4 separate regions of the Mus musculus genome follow, and regions 1, 3 and 4 are each linked to region 2. The links are chromatin contacts, called in public HiChIP or PLAC-seq maps. All regions are on one chromosome and are shown on one strand. The core of a region is the stretch at or near the end of the contact, and the rest is flanking DNA. Distances in the headings are between cores, read along the strand shown.

Region 1 (4,373 bases), core at 933-3,432, 150 kb before region 2:
ATATGTTGGAGCCGTTCAGTCAGTTCCGTCCTTCTGCCTGCATTGCTAAAATGCCTCCGTTGTGCCAGGCTAGCCCTGTCTTAGGAATCACAGCGCTCTGGATTTCCCAAGTCATCGTGGTCAATCAAGCAGGGGTCGGCGGCGGGGGACACACAGAGGAGAGTAAACATAAAATCAAACAAAAAAAGCATAAACTCCCTAGAATGGAGCTGAGTCTCAGGGGACCCCCACAGGGTGGTGGTCTAGGAATGGATGCTAGAGAACAGAGAGAACCGGAACGGGAGGGGCGGGGCTTTCTGCTAGAGCGACATCTGAGCAGAGGAGCCAGCCACAGGGACCCAGAGCAGCGCTGGCAACTAGAGCAGCCTGGGAGGAAGCCCAGTGCCTTCGAGGAGCTGAAAATGGCCCAGTGGCCAAGTGGCCAGAGAGAGAGCAGGGTCAGGGAAGAGTCTGGAATGGCGGAGTGACAGGCATGTATTTCATACAAGACCCAGTGAGGGTGGGAGTGGAGCTGAGAGTGTTGGTGTGACCAGAGGCTCAGACCCTACACACCCAGCCGTCTCTGGTGACCATGGACATGTCCTCTGCAGAATGCCTTCCCAATCCACCTGGAGCCAATTCTTGGCTCCCATTTCTCGTTGCCAGCTTAGACTCCTCCTGCAACCCTCAGGGTGCATGTTTCTGCTGTCTGTCCTCGCCGTATCAATGACCTCTCCTGGCCTGAAGAAGGGTATGCCTGTGCTCACCTGCTTAGCAACCAGGGTCTCTGGAGGACCTATCCCTGTCCTGTTCAGCACAGAGAGCCTGTACTGGACCTGCCTACTTGCCTATGGCTCTCGTATTAACCTAACCCACTAGTTTCTTTCAGGCAGCCGTTTCAGATTGCTCCTAGGAAAACTGGCTTTCCTCTCAGCCCAGAAGCTCAGGGCACCTGGGTATGGGTTCCCAGATTCAGTCTACCAGAGGAAGGGATTTGGAGTGAGGTACCTCACAGCTAGTTGCTTTCAGGGAAAGATAGGATAACAAGGAGGCATACCCAGCCTGCTTTGAGACCTTGGATCACCTCTCTCTACTGGGGCTGCCCAGACATGCCCCTAGTTTAGCCAGGGAGACAGGGTCCACCTGTCTTGGAGGTCTGAATAAGGAGCCTGAGATAAAAGTCTCGATGGAGGTTGGGATCCCCCTGAATAGCAGCTCCCATGTGAGAGCGCCAGGCTTCTTCAAAGCCCAGCGGAGTCTGGAGAAGCCATCATTCCCGTATTGTCCACACTGCCAGGTTCACTCCCCTTAGTGGTTGTTGTCATTTGAATATGATGTGTCTCTGCAAAAGGCTCCACCGCTCATGGTGCTTCCTAGAAGTGGTTCCATCGTGAAGGGCGCCAACGTCACCATGGATAGACCCTAAGTTGAGTTAGGTGCTCAGTGGACTGTTAGGAGGTGGGGCCTGGTTGGAGGAAATAGGTCACGGGGGCGGGGCGTCTATGGAGAGTACATCTTATCCCTGGTCCCTTTCTGTCTTTCTTTCTACTGAATGGCGTCTCTCCTCCATCAGGCCTCTCTGTCATGATGCTCAGTTCTATACCCAGGCCTACAGCGACACAACCAAGCACCCACATACAGAAACCCCTAAAATCGGGAGCCCCCAAAATTCTTGAAACTGATTTGCTAAGGAAATCTATGACAAAAAGTGACTGTTTTTTGCTTCCTGGGCAGATGCTGAACTCCTAGAAGCAGGGATGGGGCAGTGTCATCAGAAGAGAGGGGATATAAAAGGGATAGTAGTGAAGAGATGGATAACCCTGGTCTCTCCAGCCTGCCTGTCCAGTGCTCATTCTAGTCTTACTTGTCTGGCTCAGTCAGCACCAGCTCTGGCACTTGCAGCTACCCAGCCCCTAAGCAGCCCTCACTACAGAGTGAGGCACCTTGGGTCATGCAAACCTGTCACATGTATGTTCATCTACTACCCTCTGCTGAGGGTAACTGGCCCTTCTCCAGCCTTTCCCCTCACCTTCCCCTTCTGTCAGGGTTTTGTGACCCTTGGAGCTAGGCAACAAGATTTCCTTTTAGGGACCAATTGTCACAGCAGCAGCCACCCCGTCCCCACAGGGCACCTGGCCCTGTGGCACCTGCCTAGGGTGGCCACTGTGCTCCCAGCAGCCCTCCTGACGTCAATGGAGGGGACGCCGCCTCCTCTGCCACACGTTGCTCACGAAGTGTAGGCAAAAGGCAAGCATCCAATTGCTGCGGGTTAGGATGAGAAAGAATTTGGTTTCTAAATTAGGGCTCAGCACTGTGGCCAGAGACGGGAAGGGGAGCCTGTCAATTGATGGTAGCTACTTCTGCAAGTTGGGGGAGATGGCCCTGCCCCCTGGAACATTCGGGGGGCTCCCCTCAGCTCAGGCGCCTGTGCCAAGAGCCCTGAGAACAAGCCATCTGAAAATCCGGATTGTGTGTTGGCCTGTCAATCCCCAGAAGCACACAGCCTTTCATTAAAACCCGCCTGACATTTCTGTTATGCTCAGAAATCCCGACCCGATGCCAAGTGCCTGCTATTTGCCATCACATCCGCCTGGGAAGCTGAGGGCCCGCCAAGCCCACTGTGCCCAGATGCTCCCCAGGAGGCAGGATGGCAGGCTGTGCAGGGTCCTGGTAGGGGGTGGGGAATGCAGAGGCTATGACCCGGCGACCCTGGGCTCTTTCAGGGGGAAACAGTGGCTTCTCTGCTCACACGTTCAAGTACAGGTGTACAACTGCAGAGCTGATGGGGGCCCCCTGTACCCAGCAAGGCTGCACAGAGCCCACTCTGTCTGTGGGTGTCAGGACCCTAAGATCAGATATCTGTCTTCCAGAGCCACAGTCAGGAGGGGCTGGGGGATGTAGGTACAGGAAGCAGATGGTGAAGGTGGTTCCCCGATTGGGGGAGGAGGCAAGTGGCTCTGTTGGGTCAGGAGCTTTGTGGATATTGGGCATTGACTGGGGCGTCTCGGAGGGGGGACCTGTCATTTGGTCAGCGTGCCAGGAGTAAATGTGCCCAAAAGGTCACAGAGATCACAGTCTGTGTGATATGGAAATGAGTCTTCCCCAGGAAGGCCAGCAGGCTTGGGCAGAGGGACAAGGTGAAGTGGTACGGCTATGTCTCAGCTCTGCAGCTGCACACTGTACCATCTGCCACAGAACACCTGGAGGCCAGGTGTGGCCGTGTGGCTGCTATGAAGATGTGAGATACTCAGAGGTCTGGACCTTGGCCTTAGAGGATCCAGGTAACTTCCTTGCCAGTGATGACCATGGGTAATGTCTTAGTTAGGGTTTGCTGTTGCTATGGTGAAACACCATGACCAAAAGCAACTTGGGAGGATAGGGTTTCTTTGGCTCACACCTCCATATATTCATATATATTTATATCCATATACTCATACTGTTCATCATCTAAGAAGTCAAGACAGGAAATCAAACAGGGCAGGAACCTGGAGGCAGGAGCTGATGCAGAGGCCATGGAGGGGTGCTGCTTATTGGCTTGCTCCTCATCTCTTGCTCAACCTGCTTTCTTATAGAACCCAGGACCACCTGCCCAGGAGTGGCCCTACACACAATCACACACCTCATCGATCACTAGTTAAGAAAATGCCCTACAGCCAGATCTTAGGGAGGCATTTTCTCAACTGGGGGTTCCTCCCCTCAAATGGCTTTAGCTTGTGTCAAGTTGACATAAAACCATCTAACACTGGCAAGATCGGTAGTTAGAGGTACCACTTGGCCCTCCGTCACCCTGTGTTCCATTCATCATGCAGAACCAGCCATGGGCAACATTGGCTTAGACGGACTACCGATGCTTCAAGGCTTTTGATGAACAGCTCTAGGCTGTTCACTGTTCCCTGCAGCTTAGCAACTTGGGGGTTGGAAGCCTAAGCCACTACACAGTCCCCAGCTAGACCCTGGGAGGAGTGTGCCCCCTGACCTCTCTGCCCTTTCCTCATCCTGCAGAAGCTTCTAGTCATGTACATGAGATTAGGAACGGAGAAGAGGGGGGATTAGATCTGCACTTGATCACCTAGCTTGTGGGGCCTGGAGCTCCCGGGTGAGGGTGGTGAGAACTTTATGTCATCACCCGTTTGAGCCCAACAACCTGCCAGTAACTTGGCTCCTGTACGTTGAATTTTAAACCTGGATTCTGAGGTTTCCTAAGTTACTTCCTGATAATTTAGGCAAGCATGGTGTGGTGGCCTCAAATATTCACCTCACCATGGGCAGGAGATAAGATACCCACCATGGAACAGGGTGCAGGGGTGTGGGGAGGACTGGTCCGGAGAACCTTCTAGGATGGTAATGGTCACAGTGTGTGGATCTGTGAAAGTGGATTGGAGGTGGTGAGGATG
Region 2 (4,902 bases), core at 1,593-4,092:
GATCTCTGGGAGGTGGCAAAGTGAGTTTGGACACTTGGCGTGGTTCTCTCCCCCCTTCGCCTCCCCCTCCCCCCCACCAGGCGAGGCCTGTAACCCGGTTGCTTCTCACCCCATCGCGATTAAAAAATATGGTCTAATTAAATATCCGTGGTTGTGACGTTGGCGAGAGAAGCTGTCAGCGGGGGTTAAGAGGAAAAGGGGGGGGGTATGTGGAAGAAAAAAAAAAACAGGAGGAGAAAAACCGAGTAGAGGCGGCCACCCGGCATCGAATGGCGCTGGAGAACTTCGGCGGAGAGCGGGACCCGCGCCCTGGCCGCCGCCTTCCCACCGCAGCCCCAGTCCCGGGACCGTTACTTTGAAAGGGAGTCCCCAGGGTCGAGCGCTCAGCGCGCCAGTGGGATCCGGCGTCCACCCAGCCCGGCCCGCGCCTCCTGCCTGCGCTCCCGGCCTCAGCTCGCGGCCGGGGAAACTTTCCGCAGGGTCGGGGGCCGGGGGAGCCGAGAGAGAGGGGAGGCTGCGCGGCGGAAACTTCTCCAGCGACTTTACCCGTTTGCTCCAGTGCCGGGGCTGGCGGGGGGGGGGGGGTGAGGCGGTCCCCGGCTACCTTCGCCTCCCCCCTCCACCCCCGTCGCGCCATCGTACGTGGTGCGATCTGCACTCCACCTCGGAATCAGGGGGTAATTGGCAATTATTTTTTTAAAAAATCAAAGTTAGCTGATGCTTACGGGGTGCCTAACTTACGGGTGTAGAGGGCGGCCAAGACCTGCCATTTTGTGTTTGCATCGGCTTCCTGCGTCCTAAGAGCCCCGCAAGGCCCGGCCGAGGTGCCTGGGGGGCGATCCCAGGACCTCGAGACCTTAGAGGCGCCAGAATACACGTGCGTCGCCCTCAGCACCTGCCCCAGTCCGGCCCAGGTCCCGGGGGCCCGCGGGGGCCTGAGACACAGAAATAAATAAATAAGTAACAGGTTATGGAGGGAAATGAGCCGGCTAGTCCCGAGCTGGAAACGTGAGGCCAATCAGAGTGAAGGAGTGCGGCCGAGTGTGTGTGTGGAGGGGGGCGGGGGTGGGGTAACATCGAGGAGAGGGGGCCACTGGGGGGTGGTCCTGGGAAGAGCAAGATTTTTTTTTCCTGCGGGCGGGGGGGCGGGGGCTCATCCTCAGCCCAACCCAAGGCTGGAGCGAGAATGAACGTCGCTAATAAGCCTTTCTGTTTGCTTCAAGGCATTTTTATTTTAAATTTGAAGATGAATTAAGGAAAACAGTCGTAGGCGGGACTTGAGATGTATTTTAGGCAAAAATATAATAATATAAAAATAAAAATAAAAAGAGGGTTTTCTTTGAGAAGTAGAAGTGTCCAGATCTCGATGCTCCCATCTGTTGCAATTTTGCAAACAATTACAATATAGATTATCTCCACATACATGAAGGTATGAGAAGTGAGGGAAGGTGGAAATTAGCGCTGTGGAAGTTAGAGAGAGAAAAGGAGAGAGAGAGAGAGAGAGAGAGAGAGAGAGAGAGAGAGAGAGAGAGAGAGAGACCAACTCTTCGGAGAAAATTCCCCGCAAGGTTTCTCTAGGGACAGGTGGAAAGTTAAGTGGCCCCCATTTTTCACTCCCGGTTTGTGAGTCCTTCCTGTTTGTCCGCCTCTTGGTGAGCGCACACTCAAGTCCCCGAGTTCTTTCCTGGAAGGATGCAAGCCTGGAAGGCTGGGGTCGGTGCGGGCAGAAGCCAGGGGCTGGGGCCTGGGAGGAGCAGGGCGGGGTCCCGGCCTGGCGCGCGGGTGGCAGCGGTGGCCGGGTTTTGTTTGCAGGATATTGTTTTGTCTAACGGGTGCCTCGCAGGAGACGTGATTCGTCAGCCGCCTTAGTTTTCACTTGAGCGGAAAATAACGGCGGCTACGTGCGGTCCCTGCCTGCGGGGCTCGAGCGCGCTGTGCGTGTGCATCCTCTGAGGTGCGCGCGGGTGGGCGGCCCGGGGCACCGGCTTTAGGACTAGCGGGCTAGCAGGGTGAGTGCGCGCCGAGCTGGCCTTGGGTTCCTCCTGCGCTTCTCTGGGCAGTCGCCGCCGCCGCTCTGCAGTTTAGCAGAAATCCGACAGGGGCCGCGTTTGCTGAGCGCATCCGGCCGGCTGCAGCCGGAGCGGGGCCGTGGGGCCAGGCCTCTCGGTGTAGACGTTGGGAGGGGGCCGGTGGGTAGTGGTGGGGGCAGTAGACTGGGAGGGGCGCGGGAAATGATCTTGGCCGGAGCGAGCACAGCTCCCCTGTCCCTGCTGTCCCCTCGTGTCCACCGCGAGTTGGGCATCCCCGCGCGCCGGGGCCTTGGCTTTTCCCCCACGGTCCCTAGGTCTCCAGGCAGGGCTTAGGTGAACTTGGGGTGGGGTGTGCTTGCTCATATGTGTGCGTGCGTGTGTACGTGTGTGTAGAAAGGGAGCTTAGCGTGGAGACCCTGGTTTTCTTTCTCAGTTTTTAACAACTGGATTTTGACTTTGAGACCAGCTTCGCTCACTGCTTGGGCTGGGAGGGGGGCGATCTTTCCCCATCACTCACATCTTTGTTCATTGTTCACTGAGTGCAAAGCAGGCGACTTAAAGAGAGGAAAAAGGAGGGAGAGAAAGAGAGAGGCAGAAGAGGGGGAAGAAGAGAGAAAGAAGAGGGGCGTGGGGGGCACATCAGTGTCCCCTCCTGGGTCGTGTTGGAGGGTGAAATAGTAAACCCACGCACGGAGGGTCGCCAGGAAAGTGGACATTACCGCTTTAATTAACTTCGAGATGCTCCGGCGGCGGGACCTGGCGTAGCCGTGACGCGCCCCCATAAATCTGCCGGGCCGGGGCTGCTCCAAGAACTCATACAGTAGCAGCGTCAGATTCAACGCGCGCCTCCCCCGGCCGGAGTCCATTTGCATAATTGGATTTTTTTTTTTGCCTCCTTCCTCCCTGAAACTTATTTGAAAACCCAAGTGAAAACCGCGACGACCTGCACACTCAAAAGCAAGTGCCAAGTAAGTGCCCTGCGGTGCCCTCCGCGCGCCCCGAGGTGAGGGCGCAGTGCTGGGGGCGAGTGCCCGGCCGGCTCGGGGAGAGTGTGCAGCGGGCGGGAGAATTGCATCTGCTGGGCTGGATGTTCGAGGAACTTTTTGTTTTGTTTTGTTTTTTTGCTGTTTTTTTTTTTTTTTTTAAACACAACTCCCAACCCTGTCTCTCCACTTTTCCGGCGAGGTGAGGTGACTGGGCCACGCGCATAGTTGAGGCGAGCCTGAAGAGGAGATCTTGGGGACACAGTTGAGAGTTGAGCATAGGGGTTCTTTGGGAGGGTGACGGGTCTCTGTCGCCGCCGCCACCGCCACCGTCGCTGCCGCGGCTTGGAGAGCTGAGCTGCGAGTGAGCGGGGTTGGTTGCCTGTCGCGCCGCGCCGCTGATGCAGTTTGTCGCCAAATGCCTCCCCCATTATTCTAAGGTTTGTGTCTCAGGGTGTGCGTGCGCTCGCGTGTGCGCCCCTGTGTTTTGCTGGGCTTTAAAAGGAAGAAAAGCAACCAAAACAAGAGTAGGAAGGCTTCCTTTCCAGTCTGCCTTCCCCTTCAGCGTCCTCTGTTTCTATTGCTTGAAAAAAATGGAGTGAGAGCTGTTTTGCCTAAGAGAGGGTCACCACCAACAGATTGACAATTCGGTTGGAAATGCTATCAATTCTACAGCAGAGATGTAGCTGCGGGCATGGCATGCCGGCTCCACCCTGGTCAGGGAAATGGCTTCACAATTTCAAATTGTTGAAAAAAATGCATACTATGTTATTATTAGTAGTATTATTTGCAGTGAGCAGGATGGAGGGGGAAAGTAGATTGCGTTGGAGAAGACTCCAGCTGTCTTTCCCATTTCTGGGCCTGCCTGGGAACTTGGCTGTGGGCAAGGCCCACCACCCTGCATGGCAGGGGCCTGAGACTCAGCTTCCAGCTCTGGGAGTTGCGGGGGGGGGGCACCTCCCCCCATAGCCCTTTGGCCTCTACTCTAAGAGAGCCTAGGGCTTTGGCTGAAGGCTGCTTTAGCTATGATGTCATCCTGATAGCGGTGCAAATGTCTCTTGATCTCACCATTACCCGCCTGGCTGAGTTGTTGGTAATGATAGCACTCTGCCCAGCTCCCCGACAATCAGGACACGGCGCCCTAGGAATTAGCATCCCCCACCCCAACCTGACCAACAAAGAGTCAGCTTCTGAAAGCATGGCCACTGAGCCCAGGTTTTGCATTGGAGGGCCTAACATAGACACTTAATGTGGTTGTCAGACTCCTGGACTGAGGGTCCCCCGATTTCCCAAAGTTTGGAAAACTTTTGGAAGGCTTTGATGTACAGAGCATCGTTAATCTGAGGAAACTGGACTCTTGAGAGTGAACGGGTAGCAATGCTCCCATGTGGAGGATGTGGAGGACCTCAGGTCTTGTTATAGCCATTGTATGGGAAAAGGAACTATGGTGCTCAGCTCATTAGCTGTGACTTTATGTTAGAGATAGCTGCGAGTAAACCGGCTTTAGTGTTGATTTTTAAATAGTGTACGATGATTTAAGATTTCTTTTGATTTACTGTTCAAATGAAATTTGCATAAATGTGATGAAAATGAACTTAACATCTGGGCACATGAAAAAAGGTTAGTGCCTCATATGTCATCTGCAGGGAAAGTCTTTAAAAAAACGCTTTCACCCTAAACTGGGCTGGGGAAACAGTTCCTGGAGACATAAATGGTAATTATGTAAAACCTGGAGAAAAACCGCTTTCAATACATTTGCATTCTCTTGGACCAGTGCTCTGAAAACCCATTGTGTTCTATGCCTGGAGTGTTTAACTTCTGAGCAGGCTTCAGATCCTTACAACTCAGCAATTTAACTGCTGGTCAGAGCTGTCTTCACGGAAGGCTCA
Region 3 (4,835 bases), core at 1,101-3,600, 250 kb before region 2:
CTGGAGCTGGGATTGGGGGCCAGCCTTCTGTAGCACAGGGTCTGTGGTGATCTGGGGCTAATCCCATCAAAGAGGAGTGGAGGGTAAGGAGCTGTCCTTGGACATTTCAGGGGTGGAGTGGCAAGCCACACCAGATATATATTTTACTTTTGGGTTGCTGTGACTGACAGAAACAATGTAAGGGAGGAGACGTTACCATTGTCCTGTAGTTGGCTCACCATTTGTCCTGTAAGTGCTGTTGGTAAACTGCATGTGCTGCTTGCTGAGAGCAGGACAGACTCTCCCTACCTCAGATTCACCCAAGTTTATCACTCATGTCCTTGGAGACACTTTCTTGGGGCAGGCTGGCCTCTGTGCTTCTGTGACAGGGAGAAAGAACAAACAGCTATAATAGCACCCTTGAGGACAGATAGAAGGCGAACCGTTTCTAATGGAAGTTACTATCGTCTATCCTGTGACTGCCCGAGGTGGGGAGGAGAAATAGGAAGCTCATTGGTGGGGTGAACTCTCTGCTCTAGCTGGAAACATCCCAAACAGAGCTCCAGCCTTTTGGACAGACTCAGCCCAGTCTTTCTGGGGCATGTTGTAAGTGCTCAAGTTGATGTTATCTGTCTGCTGTTTGCTGCTGATTTTATTCTTGCTTGCTTTCCCGCTCTGGTTACCCTAGATAGTTCTGCTAGACGTCGTAAGGGCCTGATTTATTTTGTTCTCTATCTGCTTCTTGCTACATGTTCTTTTGCTTTTGCTTGATACATGTCTAAAAATGCACTCAAACATAAACAAATCTATCCTAGATCACTTTCTGTAGGGAATGCCATTCCAGAGGATTCAGTGTATTATGGCAGGGAGGCATGGCCTGCCTCAGTTTACTTCACAGCTGAACAAGAGGCAGAGAGTGACAGGTAGTATCCAGGGATGCTATACCAAAGACTTACCCCACTGACCGACTTCCTCCACTTAGGTTCTACATTCTAAACGACATACTAAATTCCCCACCCCCTCACTTTTCAAGACAGGGTTTTTTTGTGTAGCCTTGGATGTCCTGGAACTCACTCTGTAGACCAGGCTGGCCTCAAACTCAGAGATCTGCCTGCCTCTGCCTTCCAGATTCTGGGATTAAAGGTGTGAGCCACCACTGCCTGGTACATCCTAATTTTTAAGTATCCTTCCAAATTAGTACTACCTGTTAGGGACCAAGTATTGAAACACATGGGGTCAGTTCATATTCAAAGCCCAGCACTAGAGAAGTAGCTTCTGCGGTGCCCTAGGAGTCAGGGATGCTGCTATTGGCGGGAGGCAAGATGAGTGCTCAGAGTTTGACTGTGTTTCAGAGGTTGCTGCATCTGCAGGGAGAGAAATTCATATTTACCATCTTCCCCAATCGTCCCTGCTTTTTCTTTCTTGATGCAAGTGATCAAAGGATGGATGTGGACTTGGGAGCTGGAACAGAAGTGGAAGATAGGGGCAAACAGACCCACAGAGGGCCAGAATTCTGCAGGTGCCTGCCAGCCTGTTCCTATACACACAATACTGAGGTAATAGGATCTATGCCTATTGTCCGGGCTTGGGATAGAGTTAGGACAAGGCCACAAGGTAGACTAGAGGACTGCCACAAACAGAGGCTGCACAAAGGGCTAGGGGGAGGAAGTGAGTCCAAGAGATTTATTCAGCTCAGGCTGGCCTGGAACTTGCTATGTGGACCAGGCTGGCTTCAAACTCACAGATACCCTCCTGCCTCTGCCTTCAAACTGTTGGGGATTAAAGGTGTGCTCCCTGCTCCAGCTTCCAATTTTTAAAATACTGAGTGGAACAGGGATGGGGATTTAGCTCAGTTGGTAGAGTGCTTGTCTAGCAAGTCCAAAGCCATGCATTTGGTCCCCACTGTTAAACAAAACACCAGAATTATAAAATACATGGGATAGGGCAGCAGCTGTTGTTGAAAAATGTGCTACACAGTGCATACGTAGTAACATAGTAATATTAATACTGCAGCTTAATATATGTAAGGAAAATTGTAATGTGTACAGTAATTAATACATACGCAAAAATATAGTTGTATATTGTGCATTTTAGCTCATTAAACCACATTAGTTCATTAAAAGGCATGGGAAACAGCTGAATTTGATAAAATTAAATGAGCTTATGAAACAGTCTCAGTGCTCATATTAAGTTCCTACCACCACAGGCAGCGCCAAGCGAATTGGGACCCACTATCCCGCCGCCTCTCATCCTGTGCAGGGGTCCTGAGCGGCTCAGCCTCCACCCCACCCGGAGGCCCTGTCCCCGCCATAGCCCCGCCCCCTAGGGCGGAGCTTGAGAGCTTCCCGGCGTGCTGCGCGGGCGGGGCGAGGGGCGGGGCGTGCGCGGAGGCGCGGCAGTCGCGGGACGCTAAGCTGGGCCCGGTTGCGGGAGAAGAGCGTGGCGCGCCTGGTGTAGGGCCTGCTGCTCCGAGGCGGCGGCGGCGGCGGCGGCGGCGGTATGCGCGTGTGAGATGCGGCCGCGGGTAGCCCGGACGCGAGCGGCGGCCCCCGGGGCAGCGGCGAAAGTGAGCGCGGCCTCTTCAGAGAGAGGCGTGCAGTGCATGAGGGCGAGCGCGCGGGCGCTGGGCATCCGCCGGCCACGCCGTCTCCATAAACACTTGTTTAGGACTTGTTCGCCTCGCTGAGGCTGCGGCGCCGGGCATGGAGCCCCCGTCCGAACCCGAGCCCGAGCCCCAGCCCCTTGCAGAGGCCTCAGCCGCCGCTCCGCTGCGCGCACCAGAGGTGGCGCGGCTTCGCGAGGAGCAGGAAAAGGTAACAGGCCGCGCTTGGTTCCGGCCCTGGCCGGCTTCCGCATGTGGCCGCGACACTCTGAGCAACCTCTAATGCGGCCAGCCCTCTGCGTGAAACCGAGATCCCCACGCGCGAGCTGCGCAGCCTCGGGCCGCGGGGACCACGGGAGAAACTTTTGTCACGTGCATTTGTTGTCTTTTGTCGGTGGCCCTTTGACCTTCCCCGGAAGGGATGCGGGGATGTGGGGAATACAGAGGATGCAGGGGATAGGATAATCGGTTGACCCTGAACTGAGAGAGCAATTGTTGGGACTAAATAAAAATACGTGTTTTTTTTTTTTTCCTTTTTGGTTCGGGGATTACACTGTGAACAGAAGTGGTCACTCTTTTTACCCCTTAGCTATTTATTATCTAAACGTTGGTACAATGCGCGCGTGCGCACACACACACACACACACACACACACACACACACACACACACACGAGATATCCTTATTTGATTGAGCGTCCAAGTTTGACTACGTTGGTGATGATGCACTTCCTGTGCAATCCAGCTCTTAGGTTTAGTAGTCGACAAGAGAGAAGGCCTTTGTTAAATTTTAACTTCAAGCCTTTATTAAACAAGGCTTTCCCCACTTTTTTTTTTTTTTTTTGATCTACCAGAGGAGAGGAGAATGCTTAGAATCTCCGAATGGGAATTATTATATATTTTTTTTTATAAGGAAATGTTATGTAGTTAAGAACTACAGCTCGATTGTTAAATGTGAAATTGTCCTGTGGATTCTGTAGGTTTTCAAGTTGATTCTCCTGACGTGCCTTGAAATTCTTTGAAAAGCGACATTTAATTTGCTTAAACGTCACATGTCCTGTTGCCAGAGTGAGGTATTAATAAAGGTTTAGGAAGTTGCATAAACATTTGAGAAGCTCTATTTTTCTATATTTAAATATTTTTGCGTGTAAACTTTATGTTATTTATTTGGAATTTACTCCTGGAGAATTGTACATGCAGTCAGTTAAATCTATTTCGTCCCTTCAACTTAACTCCCTTTCCCTCCCACACATCCCCCTTCCAACTTCATGTCCTTTTTTTTTTTTTTTTTTTTTTTAAATATCTCAGTCCAGCTAGTGCTTGCCCATATGTGTTAGATAGAACCATCCAAGGAGCACGGGCACCACAAATCCCATGTGTCAGTCTTTGTCCCTTAGCTGTTGTCAACTTCCAGTAGCTCCTCAGTTAAGGGTGGATCTTGGGAGCTCCTATTTCATGTAAGCTTGAATTTTTGCTATGAAACCCAAACTCCTTTTTATTCATATACCTATGTAAAACTTTTCATGAAATGTGGTTAGAAAAATTGCTGAGGTTAACTATATGAAAGTTTTTCCTAGGTCCCAAGAAATCCCTTTTGGCTTAGAAACCACCTGTTAACAGATTGTAGGAGTCTTTCATACTTTGGTTAGCTCCTGCTGCTGCTGCTTTATATATATATATATTTTTCCCCGTTTTTCCCTAATACATAATACAACTGTTGGATTTTAAACTTGTTCTTAAAGATGAGAGTTTAAAAGTTAACCTAGTTTAATTTAAATCACAAGACGTATTTGCTTTTATTGATTTATATTTTTATTTATTATGGTTCTAGGAGAGCTATATTATCAGTCAACTTTTTAATTTTTGAAACATGTTCTTTTTAAGTTGCCCAAGCTGGCCTTGAACTCCCATTGTAGCCCAGCCTGGACTTAAAGCTGTAAGCCTCTAAACTCAGCCTTCTAAGTAGGTGGGATTACCTGTGGCATCAGACTTGACTTCATCTTAATTTTTTTTTAAAAGGAGAAACAGATTTTTAAAAAGGAAAATAGAGGAAAATAAGAAAGAAAGAAAGAAAGAAAGAAAGAAAGAAAGAAAGAAAGAAAGAAAGAAAGACAAACCAAAACAAAGCCCTACATATTGCCTCCTTGTTAATTTTGACCAAATTGTGAAGTGTCCCAGGGTAGCTGGTACCACTGCCTCTAGCCCATATGGAAAACACTTTTGCTTGTGAGTAATGCTGATCAGCATCTTTGCTT
Region 4 (4,470 bases), core at 812-3,311, 190 kb after region 2:
AGAGAGAGAGAGAGAGAGAGAGAGAGAGAGAGAGAGAGAGAGAGAGAGAGAGAGAGAGAGAGAGAGAGAGAGAGAAACAAGAAAGCATTCTTTATAGTGCACAGTGGCAGGAGACTCAAGAGGTACCTGGAACACCTGTGCACAGGCAAAACTCAAGGGGCACGTTCACTTGCCTGTATACATTTAGAGTGGACAGCAGGGCCATCTTTTGTGTCTAGGGAAGCCAGGGCAGAGATCTGGTTAGAGATCTGAAGACATTACCTCAGATGGGGAAGGGGAGTAAGATCGACATGTTCTGATCAGGGAGACTGTTATAGACTCCAGAGGGACTGTTGGACACCAGCGGCACCAGCAGCAGTCTTTGAAGTGAGATCCTGAGAAGAATACTCTGCTGTGGGGTTCAGATCCTGTGGCTAATGGCAAGCCAGTTTAAGTTTAAAATGGTGTTTGTGGGTGGGTATGTGCATGCAAGGGCAGTGCTTGTGGAAGTCAAAGGGGGCACTGCCTCCTCTGAGCTGGAGTTACAAGTGGTTATGAGCAGCCCAATGTGAGTGCTGGGAATTCTGGCCCTCTAGAAGAGCAGCAAGCACTCTTAAATGTTGGAGCATCTCTCCAGCCTGGAGCAATGTATTCTTAACACTTGTTGTTTGTGTCTTCTCTGGCCCAGGCATGCAGGGCAAGGTATACCATTTCCTTTACCATGTTATAAACCAGAAGCATTTGGAAAAACCCATGGTAGCACATGGCTGGACCCCTCAGAGTGGGCACAGAGACTCCTGTGCTCAAGCTGTGCTGGGTTTGTATGAGCACAGTGAAAGAGATGGAGTTCAAAGAGGGCAGTGAGATGGGGGTAGGGAGAGGACAGACAGCAGAGTGGGACTTGACTGCTTCCTATATTAATCCATCAGAACTCCATAGCCCCACTACTTCTGCGTGGCAGAATATCCAACCAACCCGAGACTACCAACGGGCTGTGCCGATTTATATGAGTATGTAGTATGTAGGTATCAGCTTCAGGTACCATTTGACCTAGAACTTCAAATTATGCTAACAAGAAGGCAACTTATCTCCTTTAGTTCCCCAGCAGTGGCTCTGAACTCCAGTGCTGCACATCACTGTGGAGACCACAGTAGACACACACACACACACACACACACACACACACACACACACACACACACACACACACACACACATATATATATATATATATATATATATATATATATATATATATATATATATATATATATATATATATTTAAATGGCTGCTGTAGCTCCAGATCTCACTTGGAGCGATGGAACCTTGCAACTCCCTTAGTTTTTTTCTCCTGTTGGCATGAATTAGGTCACGTGCTGAGCGCTGACCCAATTGCTTAAGGCAGGGCAATGGAATTTTTTGACTATCAGCAACTGATTCAACAGTCAACCTGGGAACTCTGTTTGGTTTAGCTGTGGGGTTGAGGGGAAGGGAGAAGACTATGCAGGCTCTCTGGCATACAACTGGGGTGGGGGAGTGAGGGCCTGTTTAGTCCCCTGCAGTTGGCTAAGGAACCAGCATTCAGTTTACTGTGCCCACCATTGCTGTGGACACTCATATACAGAAAATCCCAGACATGGCCAGGAGTGTGGAGTCTGGGATGGTGTTTCCAGAGAGCTTTCCCATGTAGGGGGTTGATTTTAGTGATAAACTTCCTCCCACCAGAACTCTGTGTGTGTGGGGGGGTGTCATAGCCAGTACCTAGTGCCAGCCAAGTGTGACCTGGGAACCCCACAAAGGTGATCCACTTGGCAGTATTTTTGCATCTCCCAAAGAAGCAACAAACAGATAGAGATTGGCTGCCCGAGGCATATGAAGAACTTGAGTTACAAAATACCCTGATTAATAAAAACCTGCTATCGACTTTAACAGCATTAAGATTTCTGCTGTTTACAATTAGCCTTTTCTGAAAAGGAACTGTATCTCTTTAAATTTATGGGGTATTCTGACTCGTGTAGTTCATGGGTCGGGGGTTGTCACATTACATCACATCAGTCTACTGTAACATGATACAAAGCAAACACGCCAGAGAACAAGGGAAATATTCTGGCCAGCCTCCTGAGCTGGGCTTCCAGATGGGGTATCTGCAGGGACAACTTGAAGAACCTGTCTTTGGAATATCTTCAATCCTAGGTCCATTGGTATCGTCTTAGTGCATCCTGGGAGAGTCACATGCCAGAGGATGATGGGGACTCAGAGGTTTGAGGCTGTTTTATGAACATACACATCACCTCTGGTCTCTGCAGAGGTCCAGGGAGACAGCAGGAGATGGATGAACTGATTTCTTAAACCCTGTGAGTCACTACTCACAGGACGTCATAGGACCAAGGGCCTAAATGTTATCTAGAGAAAGAATTCTGAGGAAAGAAAGTTGATGAGCTTGAAATCCAGTAGAGGGAGGTGTGCTGCGGATATATTTTTGTAGCTGAGAGGTGAGAAGTAAATTCACCAGCATCTGTGAATGGACATCCGTCTCTCCCTGTTACAGCAAGGCTTCCTTTATCCATCTGTTCATTCATCCATCCACCTAACCATCCTTCTATCCCTCTACCCATCCATCCATCCATCCATCCATCCATCCATCCATCCATCCATCCACTCATCCATCTACTCTCCCATTAATCTACCCATCTACCAACCCACATAATCATCTGTCCATCCATCCATCCATCCATCCATCCATCCATCCATCCATCCATCCATTCATCCACCCATCCATCCTCCATCCATCTATCCTCCGTCCATCCATCCATCCTCCATCCATCCACTCATTCATCTACTCTCCCATTAATTTATCCATCTATCAACCCACATAATCATCTGTCCGTCCGTCCATCCATCCATCCATCCATCCATCCATCCATCCATCCATCCATCCATCCACCCAGTCACCTTTTCATTTGTTCATCCATCCACCTATCTATCCACTTATACCCACAGCCACTCATCTTTCCACCATCTCTTCATTTACTTAGCATCTCTTAGTATTTCTGAGTATCTAGGAATTAACTAATGGAAGTGGTTGATACATGCACATGGCTACTAACTCTGTAGTTACCTACTGTAACTTAGATGTGCTATCCCAGCTTCTGACCTCAGATCACCTACATGTAAACAGCATTTAAAGTGACTAGGAGCTAGGTAGTCTCTGAGACTCCTCCAGCTCCACTACTTTTGTCTAAGCTCCCCAGGGACCATCTCTGAGGAAGGGATACACATCGCTACCATTCATGACAAGTGTTCCCCAGGCAGAAAAGAATGTAGGAAAGAGGGACGGGAAGTAGAACTGGCTGGTGACAAGAGAGGTTATTTTCTGGGAGTCTTTGACATGAACTCTGTTTAGATGAACATCAGGAAAAGTGTTGGCTTTTGATCTTTGACTACCAAGATTAAATGGAGACATTTTGTGGATATTGGAGAAGCATGATGTTGGGGGCTGGGAGAGGTTCTGGGTGTTCTGCAGTAGCATGAACCCCAGAAGGATAGTTTCCTGAGAAGGAGTGCCACGTGCTTTCTTACAGGCTGCTCTGAGAAAAGTAGAAAATACAAGACCCTGTGTTCTGACGTCAGAACCTCCTTTGCTACCTGTGATTTCACCATATACTTGGGAGAACTTTCAAGTGGTCACCTTAGTAGTATATCTTCCTTGGTATGACCTTAACAACTCAGATATTCTGATTTTGGAAGAAATAGTACGGTTCCTGTAAGTCCTCATTGTGTCTCAGGGAAGACAGTGTCATGGGTCCTTGGCCTACTGTCAGAAGCCACATTCCTTCTTCCCAGATCTACCCTGGGTGTGTGTGACTCTGTGAGGGGAACTTTAAAGTCTGAGTGTGATCCTCAACATGGCGATTGTAAATGGCCTTTGTTTTGAGGCTCTTTGCTTTCTAGTCTGGAGTGACATTTTTATGGTCATTAGCCAAACTCCATGTCTCTTGTGAATTGCCTGGTCCCATAGCTTTTGTCTAGGTTTCAAATGGAGGTGTTCAACTTTTTCTCATTAGTTGAAAAATGGCTTTCAAAAATAAAGGAGGTGACCATATTAACCCCTTGGAAACCATGTATGCTTGTGACTGTTAGAGTTCTGGAATGTGTGGCTCAGTGCAGAGGGAAAGGTGGCTGTAAAGAGGTCACATCCCTGACATGTTGAGATGCAAGATGTATATTGGAGGAGGAAGAGGAGGAGTGGGAGGAGAGAAACAAGAGGAGGAGATGCTCGGGGGGGGGGGTGAGGAAGAGGAGGAGGAAGAGGAGGAAGAGATTAACAGCTGTAGCTTTTGCAATGTACCTGCTCTGTGCCACGTCCCCTTCTAGGAACTTTTCCATCAATGACCTCCTTCAGTCTCCTATCAGCTCAGCAAAGGCCATGCCAGCTCAGCCTGGTGATCCACTGGGTAGCAGGGGCTAAGCATGTTGAACTGGGCACCCA

What was found. HiChIP or PLAC-seq counts read pairs in DNA pulled down with a chosen protein or histone mark.
Region 1: a contact with region 2 is called in an H3K4me3 HiChIP or PLAC-seq map of forebrain, with 2.3 times the contacts expected there. The contact joins the enhancer-like site here to the promoter of Zfp536 in region 2. A contact is called at or near these places in 15 of 39 promoter capture datasets (the 3T3-L1 cell line, the C10 cell line, HPC-7-derived erythroid cells and 8 more), 9 of 484 Hi-C or Micro-C datasets (cerebral cortex, cortical neurons, embryonic fibroblasts and 4 more), 11 of 115 datasets of contacts at active chromatin or transcription factors (VIP interneurons, embryonic basal ganglia, embryonic forebrain and 6 more) and 2 of 9 other capture datasets (adipose tissue and liver).
Region 3: a contact with region 2 is called in an H3K4me3 HiChIP or PLAC-seq map of embryonic basal ganglia, with 3 times the contacts expected there. The contact joins the promoter of Uri1 here to the promoter of Zfp536 in region 2. A contact is called at or near these places in 4 of 39 promoter capture datasets (the 3T3-L1 cell line, cranial neural crest, hippocampal neurons and 1 more), 5 of 484 Hi-C or Micro-C datasets (cortical neurons, embryonic fibroblasts, embryonic stem cells and 1 more) and 9 of 115 datasets of contacts at active chromatin or transcription factors (cardiomyocytes, embryonic basal ganglia, embryonic brain and 6 more).
Region 4: an H3K4me3 HiChIP or PLAC-seq map of craniofacial prominence shows a contact between it and region 2, with 4 times the contacts expected there. The contact joins the enhancer-like site here to the promoter of Zfp536 in region 2. A contact is called at or near these places in 11 of 39 promoter capture datasets (the 3T3-L1 cell line, the C10 cell line, cranial neural crest and 7 more), 2 of 484 Hi-C or Micro-C datasets (ganglionic eminence and nephron progenitors), 15 of 115 datasets of contacts at active chromatin or transcription factors (craniofacial prominence, embryonic basal ganglia, embryonic forebrain and 8 more) and 2 of 9 other capture datasets (adipose tissue and pancreatic islet).

What each region holds. Positions count from the first base shown.
Region 1 is chr7:37,915,075-37,919,447 of GRCm38.p6, reverse strand. No RefSeq gene overlaps it. Among named protein-coding and RNA genes, the nearest start is that of Gm22302, 93 kb to the right of the region's middle. Within about 2 kb of position 2,182, at least 17 of the 459 cell types and tissues checked have an H3K27ac peak or open chromatin away from gene starts, as enhancers often do. A contact at or near this core is called in VIP interneurons, cerebral cortex, cortical neurons and 2 more, where this site is marked.
Region 2 is chr7:37,767,692-37,772,593 of GRCm38.p6, reverse strand. It overlaps Zfp536 (zinc finger protein 536), which reads left to right and starts at 2,842. Exons shown (of 6, transcript NM_172385.2): 1 at 2,842-2,998.
Region 3 is chr7:38,017,067-38,021,901 of GRCm38.p6, reverse strand. It overlaps Uri1 (URI1, prefoldin-like chaperone), which reads left to right and starts at 2,350. Exons shown (of 11, transcript NM_011274.5): 1 at 2,350-2,792. The coding sequence starts at 2,682.
Region 4 is chr7:37,578,357-37,582,826 of GRCm38.p6, reverse strand. All of the region lies in intron 3 of Zfp536 (zinc finger protein 536), which reads left to right. Among named protein-coding and RNA genes, the nearest start is that of 4930505M18Rik, 89 kb to the left of the region's middle. Within about 2 kb of position 2,061, at least 4 of the 459 cell types and tissues checked have an H3K27ac peak or open chromatin away from gene starts, as enhancers often do. A contact at or near this core is called in craniofacial prominence, where this site is marked.